Linked DNA regions of Hordeum vulgare: all the other regions are linked to region 3. Evidence: chromatin contacts called from public Hi-C data. All regions are on one chromosome and are shown on one strand. The core of a region is the stretch at or near the end of the contact, and the rest is flanking DNA. Distances in the headings are between cores, read along the strand shown. Region 1 holds the start of LOC123444082 (dof zinc finger protein DOF1.5-like). Region 2 holds the start of LOC123444076 (terminal nucleotidyltransferase 4B). Region 3 holds the start of LOC123444075 (callose synthase 12-like).

What was found. Hi-C and Micro-C count contacts between places; a contact is called where the count stands out from the background.
Region 1: a Hi-C map of leaf shows a contact between it and region 3, with 5 times the contacts expected there. The contact joins the promoter of LOC123444082 here to the promoter of LOC123444075 in region 3. A contact is called at or near these places in 2 of 6 Hi-C or Micro-C datasets (leaf and seedling).
Region 2: a contact with region 3 is called in a Hi-C map of seedling, with 7 times the contacts expected there. The contact joins the promoter of LOC123444076 here to the promoter of LOC123444075 in region 3. A contact is called at or near these places in 4 of 6 Hi-C or Micro-C datasets (leaf and seedling) and 1 of 1 datasets of contacts at active chromatin or transcription factors (embryo).

The regions. Positions count from the first base shown.
Region 1 is chr3H:425,215,048-425,218,677 of MorexV3_pseudomolecules_assembly, forward strand. LOC123444082 (dof zinc finger protein DOF1.5-like) reads left to right here and starts at 1,556. Exons shown (of 1, transcript XM_045120694.1): 1 at 1,556-2,479. The coding sequence starts at 1,628. The coding sequence ends at 2,122. LOC123444081 (protein CONSERVED ONLY IN THE GREEN LINEAGE 160, chloroplastic-like) reads right to left here. Exons shown (of 10, transcript XM_045120693.1): 10 at 3,059-3,469.
Region 2 is chr3H:424,792,073-424,795,700 of MorexV3_pseudomolecules_assembly, forward strand. LOC123444076 (terminal nucleotidyltransferase 4B) reads left to right here and starts at 1,496. Exons shown (of 13, transcript XM_045120684.1): 1 at 1,496-2,045; 2 at 2,509-2,621; 3 at 2,717-2,773. The coding sequence starts at 1,511.
Region 3 is chr3H:424,232,494-424,235,933 of MorexV3_pseudomolecules_assembly, forward strand. It overlaps LOC123444075 (callose synthase 12-like), which reads right to left and starts at 1,811. Exons shown (of 4, transcript XM_045120683.1): 1 at 1-1,811. The coding sequence starts at 1,745.

The DNA.
Region 1 (3,630 bases), core at 306-2,805, 980 kb after region 3:
CGAGTGTAATACTGACTGATCGATTCTTAGCCAAACAACGATCTATTCCTTTTATATACGTATACAATACTTGCGTAAGAAAACGATTTGTTTCAGTTTTTATCCTCTAAATAAAAACTGGATCAAAGCCCAGTTTCTTGTGAGACGTACGTGCTTCAACTCAGTTGGAGTGCAACGTCAGACAAAGGACAAGCTCTCGCTTTTCATTACCATTAGCAAAATGGTTTGATGATGTCGGCCAGGGTAAACTTTTCTACCCCCGGGGGAGTAGCAAGCAAGCCAACCTTGGCGAGTTGACTTGACAACCAAAAACACTGCGGTATCTTTATGTAGGCACATTTGGCAAGAAAGCCCATACGAAAAGTAACCTACCAACAAAAAAAGCTCTCCAATCGTTATCGGTTCCTCTCTAGGAGAATTATTATCAGATCGTTGTGCTGCAATGGTAGCAAGACATGCAAGCACGCACGGTCACGCACAGGAGTACCAGTACACGTTTCGTTTTGCCTTGAAGGTACCGGTAACGGATTTCCGGCTGATCGACTGGGCAAAACAGGCCCGGCGGAAAAAATCAAGCCCTGCCGAACCTAATCAGTTCGACGGACCCGACGCGTCACCTCAACCTTTTTATCTGCTGGATTTCGTTCAATCTTTGTGTACATACGACGGGCCCGCCCGTGTATATCGGTAGACGGTGACATCGCTGGCTATATCTTCGGTCGTCGTGCCTAACCTTGTGGGAGTATACTGTACTATGTAGTAGTAGTCCAAGATCCTGACGTGCGGGTTGCCACGGACATTTGCCATTTCGATTAGAGAGAGGTGAGACCGATGGGCGCGGCCATATAATTCTTGTGTCCTCGTCACGCTCGGGGTCGGGGGAGATGCCCCGTATCCGGGCGCCGCACACGTATTGGCCCAGCACAAATCTTCTACTCCTACTAGTACCTTTTTTTGCTTTGCTTTGCTTTGCAGGGCACGGAAACGTCACGCGCAAAACAAAAGAGAATCTGGGTCAACGACGGGCGGCAAATACGCTCCCCTCCCTCCCCTGTTGTTGCTTCACAGTGCTTCATCGGTTGAGTCCGTTCCACTCATGAGCGGATCACCGCAAGAAGTTTGAAAAGTCAAACGACAAGAGGAATATATATAGATGGATCACGGAAGTCAACACGATTGGAATGCGATAAAAGCGTGGAAAGTTGCACTCATTGGTAAAGTACTTTGAACAGGCTCGGGCCAAATCCAGGGCGTCACATGATGCCACACTTCCCATGGAATTCTTTTACGCGTGTGTGCGCTGAAATGAATGCACGCATCACTCACCATGCATGGCCCATGACTCCATTCATATCCGCCCGTCCAAGATTAAATTGCTTCACAGTAGTACTATATTTATGAGTATTAAATAAATAAATAATAATAAAACAAAAAAGGTGAAAATATCCAGAAGGGGAAAGAGATGGGGCCGGCCATCACCCATGTCACACAAAGAAGTCAGGTTTATTAAGCAAAGCAAGCATGAGTGAAAAGCGAGGGGGGGGGGGGGGGGGATTGACCACCGCCGCCTCCTCCTCTATATAGGGGGGCACTTTCTTACACACCACCACCTCCCTCCCCTGCCTCCATGGCGAACCTCCCCACCCACGCCACCACCACCAACGCCGACGCCTCCGGCTTCAAGCTCTTCGGCCAGGTCATCCAGCCCGAGGCCCACCGCGCCGCCTCCGTCTCCATCTCCATCTCCACGGGAGAGAGCACAGCGCCAACGCCAACGCCAACGCCCTCGCCCCCGCCTCCTCCTCCTCCTGCTCCGTCGACGACGCAGCAGGCCACGGTCGGGGGCGGCGAGCCGCTGCCATGCCCGAGGTGCGGGAGCAGGGAGACCAAGTTCTGCTACTTCAACAACTACAACGTGCGGCAGCCGCGTCACCTCTGCCGCGCCTGCCGCCGCTACTGGACGGCCGGCGGCGCGCTCCGCCGCGTCGCCACCGCCTCCCCCGGCCGCCGCAGGCCCCGGCCCACCGCCCGATCGGCCGCCGCCGCGGCCTCGGCGACCGCCTCCACCTCCGAGGAAGGGGCAGCAGCAGCAGCAGCGGAGAGCGTTGACTCGCGGTCGTAGGAGCCTTTCCGGGAACTCGCGTCGTCGCGTGCGTGGTGGAGCTGCCTGGAGCAATGCTTTGCTCCCTCCCTCCTCCTCCTCCGCTCTTCCGGGCCCACGCGTCAGAGACACTTTTTTGGCTCTTTGTTTTTGGGGGGAATTTATTATTATTGATGTAGGTTGTTCCATTTCGATACCATGTTAGGATTCTTTTGGGTGGCCGGAAGGATGCGGACACGGCCAGCAATGAAAGAGATACTCCCGTCGAATGAATGAAAGAGAGGAAAAGTTTGAAAAAAAAAATACTAGTCCCTACTCGTTGAAATGAATGTACCCCTTCACTGTGAGCCGTGGCAATGATGATGATGATTCATCTTTTTTCTTCCTCCCTTTTGCTGCCCCAAGTTTCTCCTCTCCTTGTCCTCTGCATTCAGCTATTAGATGCAGTGCAGGGAGGGCAGGGGGCCATTCAATGGATCACGTGTAATCGGTGACACGCTCCTCTTGAGTTGAGTTTGCTGCAGATGCGCAGCTTAAATGGAATGTATACGTGGTAGGTGGTGCGTTCTTGTACTTAAATGCCTATGGCATCAACGCAGGGCCAGAGGAATCTATCCGCTAGCAAGAAGAAGAAAGGAGGCATCTACCTGAGAAGGTTTGCACTATCCCAACTACTACTACTGCAAACAGGCAAGCTTCATCACCTCCACTTTTAGCTTTTAGCTATTCCCGGTAGTGATGATGACATAGTGTCAATTTCTTTACGTGTTCTTCTTCTCATTGTCAACGATAAGCATCATATTCATGTCATTTCTAAACAAAAAGTCCTCCACCACCGGTGCATGATCATCACTTCATCACATGGTGCTGGTGCTGGTGCTGGTGCAGGCCTGCAGCCTACTGAGGAACTCACACATGCATGCCGCGTTCCAGTTTGGCATTTGAGCATGGTCCACGGAAATAATAACATTTTTTTACTATACTTTGTAAAAGAGAGCTTCCGGAGCTACTGTATTGTACTGTACTAACAACCCTCACTATTTACATTCTGTACTGATCCGAGTCCTGCCGACCTCCTTGTGCACATAATGTTAAATGCTCAAATTAAATGTCGACTCAACCATGGCATGTGATTCGGGGTCAATGCACCAAAAGTTCAGAGGCGTACATTGTACACAACTTGTAGTATTTGACAGCACACCTGTAATCCTGTATGCCAGCTTCCCTTCGCACAGTCATGTAAACTTTTTCAGCGGAATGCTGTTAATCAGTCGATATGTTCAGACAGTATCGTCGGCCTGAATCTGATTTAGTACTTGGCGAAATCTCCAGGCTGCAGATTACACTCTTCCAAAACCTTAATAGAACCTGAGAAAAATAACAAGAGTGGGATCAGCATTGAACATAATCAAGTTACAGTACTTCATTTAAAAACGTGTAGAATCATGCATTGCAATGCCTAGTTATGCTGCTTAAAGGGCAGGATGAGCATAAATAAATCTTTAAAATCCTTCCAACTGTCGGAAGGG
Region 2 (3,628 bases), core at 246-2,745, 560 kb after region 3:
ATGCCAAGTTGTTTACTGAAGCTGAGAAGCAGCAGGTAGGACGCATGTTCTGAATTTTGAACTAAGCTTCAGACAGTACGAAGGTTAAGAATGCTAACTGTGATATTCATGTATGATGTTTTCATAAATATTTAGGAGGCTATGCACACGTTTAGATGGTTAAGTATGGGAATACCTGTTCCCAAACTAGCGTCCCAAAGTACCTTTGATCTATAGTTTTCTTAACGAGGGACTTTTCTCTTGCATTGGATGTGACTAAAGTAGATTTACATTACTTGGGTGACATGACCGTCAAAGGTGGTCAAGGTGCCTAGGTTTAATTAGGAAATGAAAAATTTGCAATTAGTTGATTTTTTTCTCCATAACAACGCATGGCCATTCAACTACACATCTTTTTATGTAGACAAATGCATGTATTGTGCATGCCGTTTTCTAAAAAAAGTATTGTGCATGTATGATACTTTAATAAATACTCCCTCTGTTGTTAAATATAATTTTTTAGAAGTTTCACTATAAAATTACATACAAATATATTTTAGAGTATAGATTCACTCTTTTTCTTCGTATATGGTCCCCTAATAATTTTTTTAAAAAGACTTATATTTAAAAACAAAGGAAGTAGATAATTAAGTTTTTGATTAAGACGAATCTTGATAGCATCACATATGTGAGTATTCTCCCATGGCAAAGCATAGACCAACAAATGTGAAAGAATTATTTTCTCCAGTTGCAAAGCATGGATATTTTTACCAGTAATCTTTACCTAATAATAAAGAGGCTATCGCTTCCGTCGGAAAACCCATCGAGGTGATTTTTACAAAAAAGCCCTTGCTATTTATGATATTAAACTCGTAGTATATATTAAATGTTTTTTAAAATACTCATATCTTTTAAACCGTAACTCCAAATTTAACATATTATATATGGAATTTAATTAGAAAAATATGTAGGATTTAAATATGATATTATTTTATCTGTTAAACGTTCAATAAAAATACTATCTAGGGTGCAATCTTAATAAATAACTCATTATTCGTCTTTCTTTCATACCGGTACTCATCCGGGTTGGGGATGAACACGTCAACAAAATCAGGATTGAAGATGAAAAACTGAAGGTCACTTGACTGATTTTTTGTACGTATTAAATCATGCAAGCCGTGTTAAAATAGAAGACCTGTGAAATTTTGAACTGCATTTTTGTAGGATAAGACCATCTTTGTTTGTGTCGTAACTGTAAATTCTCAGATTATAGACTATTTTTTATAAATTAAGAGCGTGTGATATTTTTTTCTCCCGTTACAACGCATGGGTCCTTTTGCTAGTAAAGATGTAACGTACTTTTCGGAGAGAGAAAAGGGAGAACCTCGCCGCTTTGTATGGGTGCTTCGCGGGCCGCCAAAATCGTGGAAGTCTACAACTCTCCGACATCCGCGGACGCTTATAAAACAGCGAATTTCTCCGGGCCGCGTCTCATTCTGTGGAACCAAGGCCCATCCGATCAACCCGACCAATGCCTCGCAAAGCGAAAGCCGCGGAGCCTACCCGGCGGTGCAAGGGCAAAAGAGCTCATCCGCCCCACACGCCGACCCAAGCGGCCGGCGCCGCCACAGCAGCCGGCGCCGCCGTCATGGAGGCCCCCGAAGCGAGCGCCCAGGCCTGCGTCTACGACGCACTCCCTGGTCTCACCCTGGGCTTCTCTCTAGAGGAGGACCTCGACGCGCCCGAGCCCCGGCCGTCCTCCTACCCTGCCGCCACCGCCGCCGCGGAGGAGGACGCGACCGCGACGTATGCCGTCTTCCGCAACGAGATCACGGCTGCTGGGGACCCCCTTGTCGACATCCCGGCCGCCGATTTCTTCTCTCTTGACGTCTCGGCGGGCGTCAGGGCCGAGCCGGCCTCCCCGTCGTCGGTGGCGGCGCGGCCTGCCGCGATGGCGACGCCCTCGAGCGCCCTCGCCCGAACGGAGCAGCCCGCGCAGGGGTCGGAGCGCGCGTGGTTCCGAGGAGGGAGGTTGTTCAGGAGCCCCATGCTGCAGCTACACAAAGGTTTTGCACTTATGGCATTGCTACTGCTAAGAACCTAGTACTATACTTTTGTGTGTGATGAGGAAAAAAAGAGAATTTTCGTTTTGGCAAGCTAGAACGTGTGACATCGTAGTTGCAGTTTGTACAATGATGAACTAGCAAAATATTGTCTCATTTTCTGCACACTTTGACAAATGCACATATAGTTACATCTAAAACAAGTACAAATGCTCGTCAAAACTAATCATATAGTGGCCTACATGTGTTTGATTGAGAAAGGGATAGGAGAAGATTCTGGCAAACAGCAATATTAATTAGTTGATTTAGGTTCGCTATTCACATTTGATTTGACCTTTGGGTTTGTGAGCTTAATTAGGATAACATGGGATCGTTACAAACTAAAAACTTGGGATCTTACAAACTTATATGGTTCTACTGCAACATTTTCCCGATGAGATAATGAAGTAATGCCTATCTGTTACAGAGATTCTTGACTTCTGTGATTTTATCTCACCTTCTGCCGAAGAGCAATCTTCACGGACAGCTGCTGTGAAAGCAGTCTCCGATGTTGTCAAGCATATATGGCCTCATTGCAAGGCATCGTAACTCTCTCTCTATCTCTGTCTCTCCTTTATGTTTTTTTTTACGATGATAGCCACATCATTTTGTTAGTTGTTGACTCCGCTTGGCAGGTGGAAGTCTTTGGATCTTTCAGAACAGGGCTTTATCTACCAACAAGTGATATTGATGTAATAGTATTTTCTATCCTACTCTCATGAATTTCAGCACTTAACTTTCTGTCTTGTTGTCTGTATTTTGTGAACTTTTGAGGCTATTAGCAGTTGTATTTTGTAACTGCAAGTAGTAATGAACCAGAGTACAGCTAGATTAGCATTTCTGTTGCAAAAATAGAAAATGCATGCACGTCTCAATCTTTTAGTCCCACTGTCTCTGAGCCATCATCAATCATTCTCCTTGCCCCGTGCCTCCTCGCCCACACCAGAGAGGTGCCGGAGTTTTTTTTTCCTTTCTAAGAGTACTATGTGTGCTCCTACTGCGTGGCGGGTGACTGCAGTGTCGCAGGCTGAAACGTAAGCGTCAAACCAGTTAACCATTAGTTTTTTTTCCCCTAAATCTACACGACCTGGTCTAAGGTGCAAGATTACCCCCTACCCGCGGTCCAGAGTGCAACTTATGACACAATACCTGGTAATCAGTGCAATTTACTCCAATAAAAATGGTACAATGTTAGCGAGGCAAGCGTGGTAACCAGTGGCGGAGCTAGACAAAAATGGATGAGGGGGCGAAACGTAAAATACAAGGGTTTGGGGGAGCCAAAAGCTAAAACAATCTCATCTAAACCCTCACATATTTTTTTTCTTCACAAATTGGTTCAATGTTGGGGGGGGGGGGGGGGGGGGGCACAGCCCCCCCAGGACACTACATAGCTCCGCCGTTGGTGGTAACCATTCTGAAACCAAAAGGCTAGAATCTGAGCACAAGAAAGTTTTTTGCAATGAAAGTAACAAGGAGAAAATTAGAGAGCACAATATCATACAGGTGGAGTTCCTACACTGTTTGATTGTTTTCCAACCACGGAAAGC
Region 3 (3,440 bases), core at 561-3,060:
TCCTCCCGGAACTTGGTGATAATCTCATTCCAAATAAGTGCAAACCTCCGTGCCTCTACCTGATTTGACTCGATCTTACGGAACGATCGACTGAACCCATACCGTAGCTGCAGTCGCTGCCAGAAATTCCGAAGCCGGTTGGGCAAGAAAGTGCGCTCATTCACATGCTGCTCCTCTGGCATGATGTTGAATGACATGGCACTTGCAAAGAACTGGAACCGGAGCCTCAGTTGTTTCATGTCCCGGATCTCCCCCAAGTGTGCAAACAGCCCCACAAATGCACCGGCCATGGAAGAGAAGATTGCATACCAGATCTGGATATCCATGAGGTAGATCAAAACTACCGGCAACCACAATATAAACACAGCAAATCTGTTGCTCTGCCCAAAGAACTCATGCCAAGCATATGTGACCTTACTCAGCCTGTATATCTCTTTTGTAGGTTTTACAAGTGGCCTGATCTGGAGGAAATAGCTGAAGGCAAACTTCACAGCAAGCAGAAGCACCCAGAAAATAGAATATTTCACATTGTCCAAGGTGCCCTCACGAAGCCCACGGCCAACGAAGCTGCGGCTCTGAAACCACCAGGTGAGGGCATAGCAGATCTTCCAATTTGTCTTCTCCAATGCATTCCGCACCCAAGGAATAATAAAGAGCACGATGGCAAGGACCTCGGGGATCAGAAACGCTGCTGCTGCATACAAGAACTTCATGATTCGAGAATCGGTCCCCCGCGACCAGCCACGGTCACTGTCCCTCTGGCTCCAGATTCCCTTGTACATCACAGCAAATACAACAACCCACGCAGCTGCCACAATGGCCTTGAGCACCATGCGCACTGCAAGCATGCGTCCATCCCTGAAGGCACGGCGTAACTGTGTGCCGATGTCCAGCAGCGACTGCAGGAAGCGTAGTGCCGCCCAGGTGATGAAGACGGTGAGCAGACGCACCTGGGCTTCACGGTGGTTTCCCGTGAGATTCTGCCACGGCCAAGTCTCACCATCCCAGGCAACAATTGCTGCGGCCTGCAAGTAGAGCACCAGCATGACCCACAGCCTGTCGAAGCTCCGGTAAATGTTCCAGAAGGAGCGGACCTCGACGAAGCCCGTCTTGCGCACACGGCCGCGGTCGGGCGGCGTCCGGAAGAATTGGCGGGACTGTTCCATGGGCCAGCCGAGGCGGTCGAAGACATCACGGCGCCAGAAGTACTCGTTGATGTCGTCGTAATTCCGCCAGGCGGCATGGGGAGCGGTGCCGTTGCGGCTGGACTCGACCTCGGAGCGGATGACGGCGTAGATGGGCGTGACGACGCGGGCGAGGAAGGCGTTCTCGCCGTGCACGGCGGGGTTGGCGGGCTGGCCCGTGGTGGTGTCGATGTACCCCTCGAGGATCCGGTGCAGCTCGAGGGCCATGTGGTGGTAGATGTAGCAGATGCACTCTGGCATGAAGCGGAGGTTGGCGGCCTCGCCCCATACGAGGAGGTGGAGGCCCGCGAAGAGCAAATCTGCGCGGGGGTCGGCGTCGGGGACGTAGACGTTGGGGCGGCGGCCGAGGAAGCCGCACCAGGAGGTGTAGTTGCGGAGGAGCTTGCGGCGGAGGGAGCGCGCGATGCGGGGCTCGAGGGTGTCGGAGAAGTCGGCTGAGGAGAGGCGCATCTGCGCGTTGGCCAGCAGGAGCACCAGGTGCTCGCGCTGGTTGCGCACGTTGTCCCGCTGGAAGCCGAAGAAGGCGCCGAGCCAGTCCATGAGGTCCTGGTCGGCGCGCCACTGCGAGTAGGGCGGCGGGCGGAGGCCCCCCACGGCCCGGAGCGCCGCCGCCGCGGCCCGCACCTCGGGGAAGCGCAGCGACGGGTGCTCGGCGAGGAGGTCGTGGATGGGCAGGATGTTGTAGGGCTCGCCGCCGGCCGCGGCGGCGGCCGACCCCACGCGGCGCGGGGCGGTGGCGCGGGGCGTGGTCATAGCGGCATTTGGGTTTAGGGTTAGATCTGGGCGTGCGTGGTGGATGGGGAGTTCTGGGAGTGGTTTGAAAAATTGAAAATCCTGCGTGCGACCCTGGCGTGCGGGAGGGGAAGGCGGAGGAACTGAAACCAAACGGTGCGGGCGCGTGCGAGCCGGCCGCGTGCGGGACGGGGGGTGAGGGAAGGTGGGACGGTGCCGGGGCGTGATTACCCGGAAATGATAGGGGCGCGCCGGCGAAGTGGACGGACCGGAGAGAGGGGTAAGATTTCGCGTTGATTGATTCGGGCCGAGGAATCTTCCAAATGGATTACTGACCTCCCGTTTTTAATCTCCGTCGCCGTGTGCCGTGCCGTGTGCGCGTGTCTTTTTGGTCACGACTTCAATGGTTTCTTTGCACGAACTTAAAAAAAAAAAAGTTTCTTCCCATCTAAGTACGTTTCTCCTTCCTTTGCTGGATATTGATTGAACCGATGATGTCATTTCTCGCCCGGTACAAACGAGACAGACACGAGGACGCTAGCAACAGCTGTGGTACTACACTACTACTTGATCGTGGATGCATCATTACACATCTCTGCTGTCTAGCATCAATACATCGTGGTTAACTAAGGGAAAGTGGGTCACCCAAAGCTGTCCCCCATAAGTGCATATACAAATGGTAGCATATGGATACTCATCCTCATAAAAAATTGAGGTATATGTATATTGATTTTTTTCATTTCAAATGCAAGTTATCACTAATGGGTCACGTCAAAGAACAAAAAATAGACACTTCATTGCACATGCATTTCGGCTCTTTAATTCAACTTTATCAACTTTCTTACATCGAATCACACTTTTCTTCCAAGCACCAGTCTGTCGTTGAAACCTATTTCTTCTAACATCAGATCCTACATAGCATGTGTGACATCATTGTGAAGCTATGCATTGGTCACGTCCTAACATAGCTGGATCCATTGAAGAGACAAGATGAAAAAAAAACCAGCTAGGATGCCTTACTCGTCTTGTGCTTGTACTGCAAAATGAACACCTATTCGATGCATTTATTTATTTTTGACTGAGTTACAAGTGGTATTGCATATAATATGCATATTAATTTTGCCCATTTGGCCTTTGAGAGCTAAAAGGAAGGCGGTAATTCATTTAGGAGGGTAATCAATGGCACAAGTTTGTTTAAATTGGGTGGAACTATGAAAAACTGCTAAATAAGGTAATTGTTGCCATAAACATGAAACTAGGTGGGAAAAAGTGAAACTTACTCTATAACGTTTCCAAATGTTAAAAGTTATACGCATGACTTTTTGTTTGTTTTTTGCGACTTTTGAACAAACGTTCTCACGCACGTGGGATTCCATGTATGAATCATAAAGCGTTTGTTGAAAACGCATCGACGACAATAATTACTTCGCTCAAGATAACAATTTGAACGAGCACATTAAGGGTTGAAAAAAATTAGAGCTTAGCAAATCCCCAAAAACATGG